Regions from separate parts of the Rattus norvegicus genome. Here region 1 is linked to region 2. Evidence: chromatin contacts called from public Hi-C data. All regions are on one chromosome and are shown on one strand. Each heading gives the region's core, a stretch centred on a gene start, on an enhancer-like site or on the middle of the called end of the contact. The rest is flanking DNA. Distances are from core to core; before and after follow the strand shown.

Region 1 (4,088 bases), core at 1,394-3,893, 46 kb after region 2:
TCTGGTGAAGTCACCTGAGTTCTGAGTACAAGACTAGGCAGCTGTCCTTGGGGCAGTGGAATTAGCATCAAAATACAGATAACTTCAGGGCAAACCACAACACTAATGAAGGTGCTGACTCCACAGAGAATCAGAGGCTGGACCTGGTCAGTGTCCTCCTCCGTGTTCGTTGTTTTATCTACTACCCAAGCTACTCCATTTAAGATCACATTTGCTTTTGTCCCCTTTAACTTTGGCCCTGACTGCAGCCCCAGCACACAGTGGGCTCTGGTGCTTCTGGTCCCTCGGAGTGGAAATGTCTTCTGTTTCCTTTCCGCTTCTCCTGACTCACCTCTCAACCTTTCTTCCTAGCTTCCTTCCTCTCAATCTCATGACCTGGACACCTCCTCCTTGGCCAAATGTCCTTCTCGACAAGGGCAGTGCTGGGCTGGGAAGGAGCTCAGTGGATAGAGGGCTTGCCTGGCACGCTTAAGGCCCTGCGTTTTATCCTCGGCATAACATCAACTGGGTGTGGCTGTGAACTCTTGTGATCCCAATACTCAAAAAGTGGAGCGGGTAGATCACAAATTCAAGGTCTTCCCTGGCTATGTTGAGGCAAACTGGAGCTTCGTGAGATACTGATCCAGAAGGAAGGAAGAAGGAAGGGAGGGAGGAGACAGAAGGAAGGAAGGGAGGAGAAAGTAAGGAGAGAGGAAGGAAGGAAGGCAGGCAAGCAGCTAGGGAGATCACTTAGTGGTTAAGAGCATTTTTCTGCTCCTGCACAGGAAGACGTTCAGTTCCCAGCACTCATGTGGTTCCCACTCCTTTGTAACTTCAGCTCCAGAGGACCCCCACCCCCCAATACTCTACTCTGGCTTCTTCAGGCACCTGCACACATGTACATACATACATGTGCCCCCCCCAACACACACATATGTACATTGAAAAGCATTTAAGATCTAAAGAAGGAAAGGGTGATTCTTTGAAGAATGGGAGATATAAAGTTTGGTCCCCAGTTTGAAGCGTCTCGGAGGCTACTTGGCTCTCTGCACCTTTGAAGGAACGACCCTTACCAACAGAACTCTGAGGCGTTCAAAGGGCCACCACCACCCCTTATGCTGCCTATAATTAATTAATTCCAGCTGCCTGTCGCCATGATGCAGCTGAGGTCCTGAGATGCTTTTTCTTTTTCTTCTTCTTTTTTTTTTTAAGAGACCATAAAAGATAACTTTGGTGGACTGAGATCAGTAAACTGGGACAACAGCAACAGCTGAGTTCAAGGGTCAATGTCTGGGAGTAATTGGGAAAGTTTTGTGCTGACAGCTGTATGATTGGAATTAAAAAGTGCGATCAAACAAGCCCCTGGGCTAATTCAGGCTAATGGATAGCTGGCCCAATATACAGCAACAGCTGAGTTGTGATAGCTGGCAGGATCCCTGGGGGCCCAGACTGAGCCTCAGGGCTTCCCAGTAAAATTCGACCTTAGCCAAGTTACTCAGGAAAGGGAAAAAAAGAAAACCGGCTTCTGTGGAGTGAGTACAGTCTCTTTCTACAAAGGAGGAGATTCCTCCAGAGCAGAAGGAGAGCAAGGTCTTAATGGTGCATGAGAAACCGATGGCAACTGTAGCGTCCAAGGCCGGGGAGTGGGAAAATAGATTTAGGAACAGAACTTTTCAGTTCGAGTCCTGGGGTCTCTCCTTAATCTTTAGCTGCCTCCTCCTCTATAAAACTGGTGGTGGTAAAAATATGCTTGCCTTGGGGCTGGGTTCCAGCAGCAGCAGCAGCAGCAGCAGCAGCAGCAGCAGCAGCAGCAGCAGCAGCAGCAGCAGCAGCAGCTCACCTCAAACACTAAGTGGCACATTGAAAGTTCTAGTATCAGGGGTTGGGGATTTAGTTCAGTGGTAGAGCGCTTGCCTAGCTAGCGCAAAGCCCTGGGTTCGGTCCCCAGCTCCGAAAAGGAGAAAAAAAGAAAAAAAAAAGTTCTAGTGTCTCCCTTAGTTCTAACAACCTGGGTGGCCATTTTCCTGGAAATGTAGTCATCTTTCTTTTTGCACTCCAATATCAGGTTTGTGGGTGAAGGACCCAGAATTTACATTGAAGGAGGGTTATTTAGATATTACTACCTCCCTACCCTGCTTCCCTGACCGTCTTCTCCCTTTCTCAGTAGGGCCAGGCCCCTCTACTATCCGGATTTTGGCAGACATCAGTGGGTGTTCCCTGGGAAAAGAAAGTGGTGCGGGCGCAGCTCTTGCCGCCACTTCCCACCCAAACCCCTGCCTCAGATACCAAGGCATCGGAGGCCCTTGGAGCTCCCAACCGCCTCCTTCTTCCCCAGGTCTGGGACAGCAGCGGGTCCCCACCCCTCCGGTGCGAGAAGGAGGAAGCGACTGGAATCCCTCGGCTGATGCTGGCAGACTTGAGCTAGTCCGGGATGGGAAGTGGATCCCGGTTCATGGGGTACAGGGGGAGCTGTCCAGCCCCGCGGTCCGAGCTGGAAGCGAGAGTGGGCCAAGGCAATCCAGGCCGAGTGAATTACGGGTGCGGCAGTGACTCCCTCTGCAGCCCGCCCCCCACGTGGCCGCCGCCGTGCCAGCCCCTCCGAGGAAGCGGCGCGGCTTCCTGCGGCTGGGGCCCGGGATATAGGCGCCCCCGCCCGGGCCAGCTCAGCTCCGCCGCCCCTCCTCGCCATCTCGCCCAAGGCGTGATGGCTCCGCTCCGGGTAGAGCGCGCCCCGGGTGGATCACAGCTCGCTGTGACCAGCGCCCAGCGGCCCGCAGCGCTCCGCCTCCCTCCGCTGTTACTGCTGCTGTTGCTGCTGCTGCTGGGCGGTGAGCACAGCGTTGGGGCCCGGGTGGGAGATGAGGGAGGTCCGGGAGGGGAAGGGGCCTGGGCCATCGAGGCCAGCACGGGACCACCCTGCGAGTGCCAACCGACGTGAGGAGCAGCTCTGACCTGCACATGGGTCCTGAACACATCTCTGGTTTGGCGCAGGCCAGCTACTTAGGCTGCTTCGTACTTAAGAAAAGCTGGGGTGCCTGCTCGGACCCCGCAGAGAAGTCTTAGGAGGTTCAGGACTGACAAAGAGGGAGAGGGCTTTGGACTCGGGAGTGATTGGGACGCATCTGGTACCAGCCGTTCCCTTCCCTCAATAGGACAATCCCATGGGGGAGGAGGGGAGATTATTCTTTTTGTTCCAAAGCAGTGCTGACTTCCCAGGGCCTTGCTCGCTACCCATAAACAGGTACTACTGTTCAGACCTCTCCCCATATCACCCCACCCTTCTGGTTCATTTCTTTATACAGCTGTCTCAACCTCTCCGGAGTCCCTGAATCAATCTCATCCTACTGAGGACAGCCTTCTGTCAAAAGGTGAGTGCCTAAGTCTGAGGGAGAATGACCTAGTGGGAAGGATAAGCCCAGCACGGGGGAGGAGTCCTTTCACAAGACAATCCTAGAACCAACTGATGCCCGCTAACCTCTCTGGTGTCTCTTGGGGTTCCTATGGTCTTCCTCCCTATCATCCCACAAAGCCACAGTCCAGTGCCTTGGCCCAGTTGGCTAGGTAGAGCAAGACTAGGTCTATGTGAATATCTTGCGGGGCTAGACAATATAATTGCCATTGCAGGATTCCCGAGCCACAGAGTTCGGGGAGAGAATGCTCCTCTCGGCCACAAGTGTCCTGCTAGGGAGATTTTCAGAGGGATTCCCTTCTCTAAAGGCAGAAGACTGTACTCTGGAAATACCTGGATCAGAAGGCTCGGAGGGAGGGCCAGGGGTGTGGTCATTGGGAAGCCTCTGTCCCCACAGGGAAGATGGAGGACTACGAAACAAATGTCCTACCTTGCTGGTATTATTACAAGACTTCCATGGACTCTGTCAAGGACTGGTGCAACTGGACTTTGATTAGCAGGTAGGGGCAGTGTTGAAGGAGGATGGCTCAGGCCAGGAGTTGGATCTGACCTTTGTGGGTGGGGGGTGGGGGGTCATCCTTCTCCCTGGACCCAATCCTTCCCTCACTCGAATCCCCTACTGCTCTCCAGGTATTACAGCAACCTGCGGTATTGCTTGGAGTACGAGGCAGACAAGTTTGGCCTGGGCTTCCCAAATCCC
Region 2 (4,592 bases), core at 248-2,747:
TGCAGCTGACCTGAGTCTGATTACCAGGACTCACACAGAGGGAGAAAACTAACTCCCGAAAGTTGTCTTCCGACCTCTATACATACACTATTGACACGCCTCACCCAAAGCTCAAAATAAATGATTAAAATATGTCTGCCCACAGAACTACAGAAACTAGCCTCAGAAGATCAAGATCTACTGATATGTGCTAGTCGGCGATGAAAGGACACATGCCCCAGATGACCAAGATCTCACCCCGCACACACAGCCCTCCAGCAAAGCATCACATAGCTCCCCACGTCAAAGCCTTCCGTCCCCAAGTCCTCCATCCTTTCTCCCATTTAGCGCTGAGGAGCCAGAATGAATGAAGGGCTGGCAGCCGAGTCAATGGCGGCCCCTTAGCAGTTGCCCTGGGGAGTCCCTGTTACTTCCCTTTCTCTTTGCCCCCACAGTTGTCACCTTCCTTTGCCCAATTCTAAATCCTAATGAGAAGTTCACCCAAATGATCAAGATATTAAATGCTGGGGTTGGGGATTTAGCTCAGTGGTAGGGCGCTTGCCTAGCAAGCACAAGGCCCTGGGTTCAGTCCCCAGCTCCGGAAAAAAGAAAAGGAAAAAAAAAAAAAGATATTAAATGCTAACTAGTCTTTCTTTCCACATACAGCATGCACGGTACCAGATAACGAGAACACAGGAACTCCTTACTGTTTACAACAGTGCATCAGCTCAGAGACCATGTGGCTACTCTGAAGGTTAGAAATGACCTATCTGCCTACGTAACTAACTGTATGGATTTACAAAGGAGGCTGGGGACCACTGGGCCAGTCAGAGAACTTTCAAAACACTCCCTGAACGACCAGATCCTCGTCAGCCAACTGCCATCCTGCCTACTCCTCTGTTCCTCCCTGGAAGCCCTTTGAGTTCCTTCGTTCTCTGAGACGTTTTTTCCAGGTTTTTCAAGACAGGGGTTTCTCTGTGTATCCATGGCTGTCTTGGAACTCACTCCATAGACCAGGCTGGCCTCGAACTCAAAGATCCATATGCCTGTCTCCTGAGTACTAAAGGCAGAGCCATCACGCCCATCAAGATGGAATCTTAAGGTACCACCACCACATCCTCAGGATGCCAGCCAGCTGTTGAGTAAACACGATCTTCCCCCCAACTCTCTCTTATCTTCCAAGCATTGGTTTTGTGGAGAAAACAGCATATACACCATACACACACACACACACACACACACACACACACACACACACACACACCACACACTTTGCTCTATTATTTTTTTCTTTGATGGTGCTGGGGGCCAAGCCCAAGTACTCTAGCACCAACACACAGGTACAGACCTCTTTGCTCTAAATTGAACAACAGTCTCAAACTGAAGTTTAAAAAGCAGAAAATCCTTTACTAATGTTCATCAAATCTTACCCCATCAGCCCAAAAGAAAGACTAAATCCATTCTATCATGTCTGGACTGCCTCTGCAGTGCTGTGGGCTGACTCACTTAGCATGTGTTCCCAGACAAAGAAAGTTCAAGGACCATTTCCTGCTCAACCTTAAGCAGAGCTAACCAAGCCAGGACAGCTTATGGACTTACCAGCCAAAGGAAGCAGTCTGCACCACATGGTTCTGGCTCAATCTTGATTTCTCTGTTCTTCCTTTTGTACACATTAGGGGTGGCGTGGAAAGCTAGAAAACAAAAGGCTGTAGTGTTTCCAAGGCTCTACCCCAACTAAGAGGAAGCAGGGAAACCGAGTCAGGGAGCTATGGCAGGTGTTAACTCCATATGAAGGTGACCCAAAGGGTACAGAAAATTTAGTTCTCATAACTATACAATCCTTTCAAAGACGGGAGGCACCAAGGGACAAGCCCAGTGTTTAATTAAGTTGAACCTATCATGCAAACCATATCAGTGTCACCCAGCAAATCAAGGCAGACCTGGCCTTTTGTGAAGCCCTTGCCAGAGCAGGAACTGGGAACTCCACAGAGTAAATACACAGGAGGAATTGGGCTGGGGTGGGAGGAGAGAAGCACTTCACACAGAGCAGCCCCACTCACGGTGAAGGAAGCAGTCGTATTTAAAACAGCGCCGACAGAACAGGGTGTGGAAAGAGTGCAGAGACTGCTCCCGCTGCACTGACTTAGCATTGGGGCCATCGATGTTGGGTGTGCACTGAGGGGGAAGTGCATTGGGGTCCGACATCTCTGTCAGCTCTCGATACCTGTAAGAAAAGAGAGAACTCCTCTTTAGGAAACTCCCCACTGTAACCAGGGGAACTGCCATAAAGGGTTGGCGTGCCAAGGGAGGATGGGTGGTTTTTATAGGCCTGGTGGGTGGGACGATAAGCAGCTAAGCGGACATGCCATCGGAACTGTGCAGGGCTGTATCAGAGTAAGGAGAAGGTGGCTGGGTAAGTTCAGTGCTGGTAGAATTATCCAGAAGGACAGAGCAAGTTTTCTGCCCATTCAGCCTCAAAAGCAGCACAGAGAATGAACCCTCATATGACAAGGGACATTCAGAGGTAACCAGACAAGAAAGTCAGAAGTGCAAGCAAACCATGGCACACAACAGGGCTTTTTATTAAGCAAAAGACGGGCTTGGCTAAGAATCTGTTCACGAGCCTGGGTGTAGCCTGAGAGGAACAGCTTTCCCTACCTCTCCTTCATGTCGTCAGGGACACCATTCTCGGGGAACATGGAAGCAATGGCGCTGAAGATCATGTCATTTGGAAACTGTTTCTTGGAGCTCTTTTTGTTGCCTGAATGGGAAATGACAGTGAACTCGTGAGTGTAGGCAAGGCTGTCTGGATTTTCCCCCTTGGGTGCAGCAGAGTGATTAGAGCTGCTGTGCTCATCCAAACCTCAACTATATTGACAACAAAGTCTGTAGTCCTGATAGAATCAAGAGAAGGGTCTCTCGGAGGTGAAGACGGACAGACCCACCATGACACTGTGCTGAGGAGCGGGACTGACACTGGGACTCTTTCACAGGAAGAGAGACATGTCTCTGGATATACAATTAAAGAACAGTGCAGGGGCTGGGGATTTAGCTCAGTGGTAGAGCGCTTACCTAGGAAGCGCAAGGCCCTGGGTTCGGTCCCCAGCTCCGAAAAAAAAAAAAAAAAGAACAGTGCAAATCCGTAATCTGACAACTCCTTCTGTCCCCAGTCTTATGTGCATGGGCATGTATGCAGATGTGTATTTGTGTATGTGGGCACACATGTGGGCATGCATGCCAGCAAATGTGAGGTCCTGAGGCAGATTTCTAGAATCATCTTCCTCCACTCCTCTTCCACCTTATCCTTTGGCCCAAGATTTGCCAACATGAATATTCTGGCTAGCCATCTTGTCTTGGGGATGCCCTTTTGGCCCTTAGAAGGCCAGAAGTACAGACAGGTTTCCCCATTCTGCATTTCCATGGCTCCTGGGTATCTGGAGACCTCATGCTTGCATAGCAAACTTCACAGCCAAGTAATACTGAGTTAAATACTAATGACTTGGAAAATATTTATAAAATTAATAAGATAAAAGTTTATATCATGCACCCATACGATCTCAATTTAGTATCATGATGATTTATTTATGTACAATTTAAAATCTACAAGAAATAATCAGATTATTCCTATGTAGCAAGATTGAAGTATAATCTTATTTTCTCCTTTATATCTTCCCAGATTTTCCAAACACACTAGAATTAGAAATAGCAGTGATTATTCTAGAAGTTGTTCTTTTTTTCAGCTAGTTCAGTCAGCTGAAGCTATCAGTTAATGACCAGTTTTTTCTTTTAAATAGACCAATGAGAAGCATGAATATTTTTTAGCGAATAATACACTTCTCAAGTTTTCCCTTCTTTCCTGTCCCTGTCAACTTCAAAATAGTCTGTGGGAGTGGGGCTATGCACCTTCAATAGCATGGCGTTTCCGCTTTCTTGTCACTGGCAGGTCCTCTTTGCTGTCATCCTGCTTTCCATCGGAGGTGTCATTGTGCCCTTCCTCCTCCTCATCCGAGTACTGATTGAGGGCATCTACCAACTCCAGAAACACAGCATCGCTGATCAGCACAGACCCAGGGATCATCTCTGGAACACAAGGAGGAGAAAAGTGAGCAGTGGTGGCCTCATCTTTATAGGTAGGGTTCCCCCTCCTACCCACTTAAGACAGGGTCTTGGGGCTGGAGAGATAGCCCAGTGGTTAAGAGCCCTGCCTGCTGTTCCAGAAGACCCTTGTTCAATTCCCAGCACCCACGTAACAGCTTACAACTATCTTTAACTCCAGTTCGAGGGGACTCAATACCTTTACCTAGACATACAAATAGGCAAAACACTGGGACATTTAAAAAGACTGTCTTATCAGGTGTGGTAGTGCACACCTCTAATCCGAGCACTTGGAAAGCAGAGGCAAGTGGATCTCTGAGTTTGTGGCTAGTCTATATAGTGAGTTCTAAGACAGTCAAAGCTATAAAGGGAGACCAGTCTCAAATTTCTGTGGTCACTGTTAGCACTGGACTTGCTGTTCAAAATCTCAACAGCAAGCCTAGCACAAACTTTGTGGCACAAACTTTAATCCCAGTCTTCGAAAGACAGGGCTCTACAGGTCTACAGCCTGGTCTGCA

The links. A called contact is a pair of places that touch in the nucleus more often than the background predicts.
Region 1: a contact with region 2 is called in a Hi-C map of the A7r5 cell line, with 5 times the contacts expected there. The contact joins the promoter of Ramp2 here to the enhancer-like site in region 2. A contact is called at or near these places in 11 of 12 Hi-C or Micro-C datasets (the A7r5 cell line, the Rat2 cell line, Schwann cells and 6 more) and 1 of 1 datasets of contacts at active chromatin or transcription factors (oligodendrocytes).

What each region holds. Positions count from the first base shown.
Region 1 is chr10:86,686,505-86,690,592 of GRCr8, forward strand. It overlaps Ramp2 (receptor activity modifying protein 2), which reads left to right and starts at 2,644. Exons shown (of 4, transcript NM_031646.2): 1 at 2,644-2,807; 2 at 3,282-3,347; 3 at 3,786-3,888; 4 at 4,019-4,088. The coding sequence starts at 2,684.
Region 2 is chr10:86,641,559-86,646,150 of GRCr8, forward strand. Ezh1 (enhancer of zeste 1 polycomb repressive complex 2 subunit) reads right to left here. Exons shown (of 20, transcript NM_001107051.1): 6 at 3,883-4,059; 7 at 2,638-2,740; 8 at 2,040-2,203; 9 at 1,579-1,670. Among named protein-coding and RNA genes, the nearest start is that of Ezh1, 8.8 kb to the right of the region's middle. Within about 2 kb of position 1,498, at least 6 of the 93 cell types and tissues checked have an H3K27ac peak or open chromatin away from gene starts, as enhancers often do. A contact at or near this core is called in the A7r5 cell line, where this site is marked.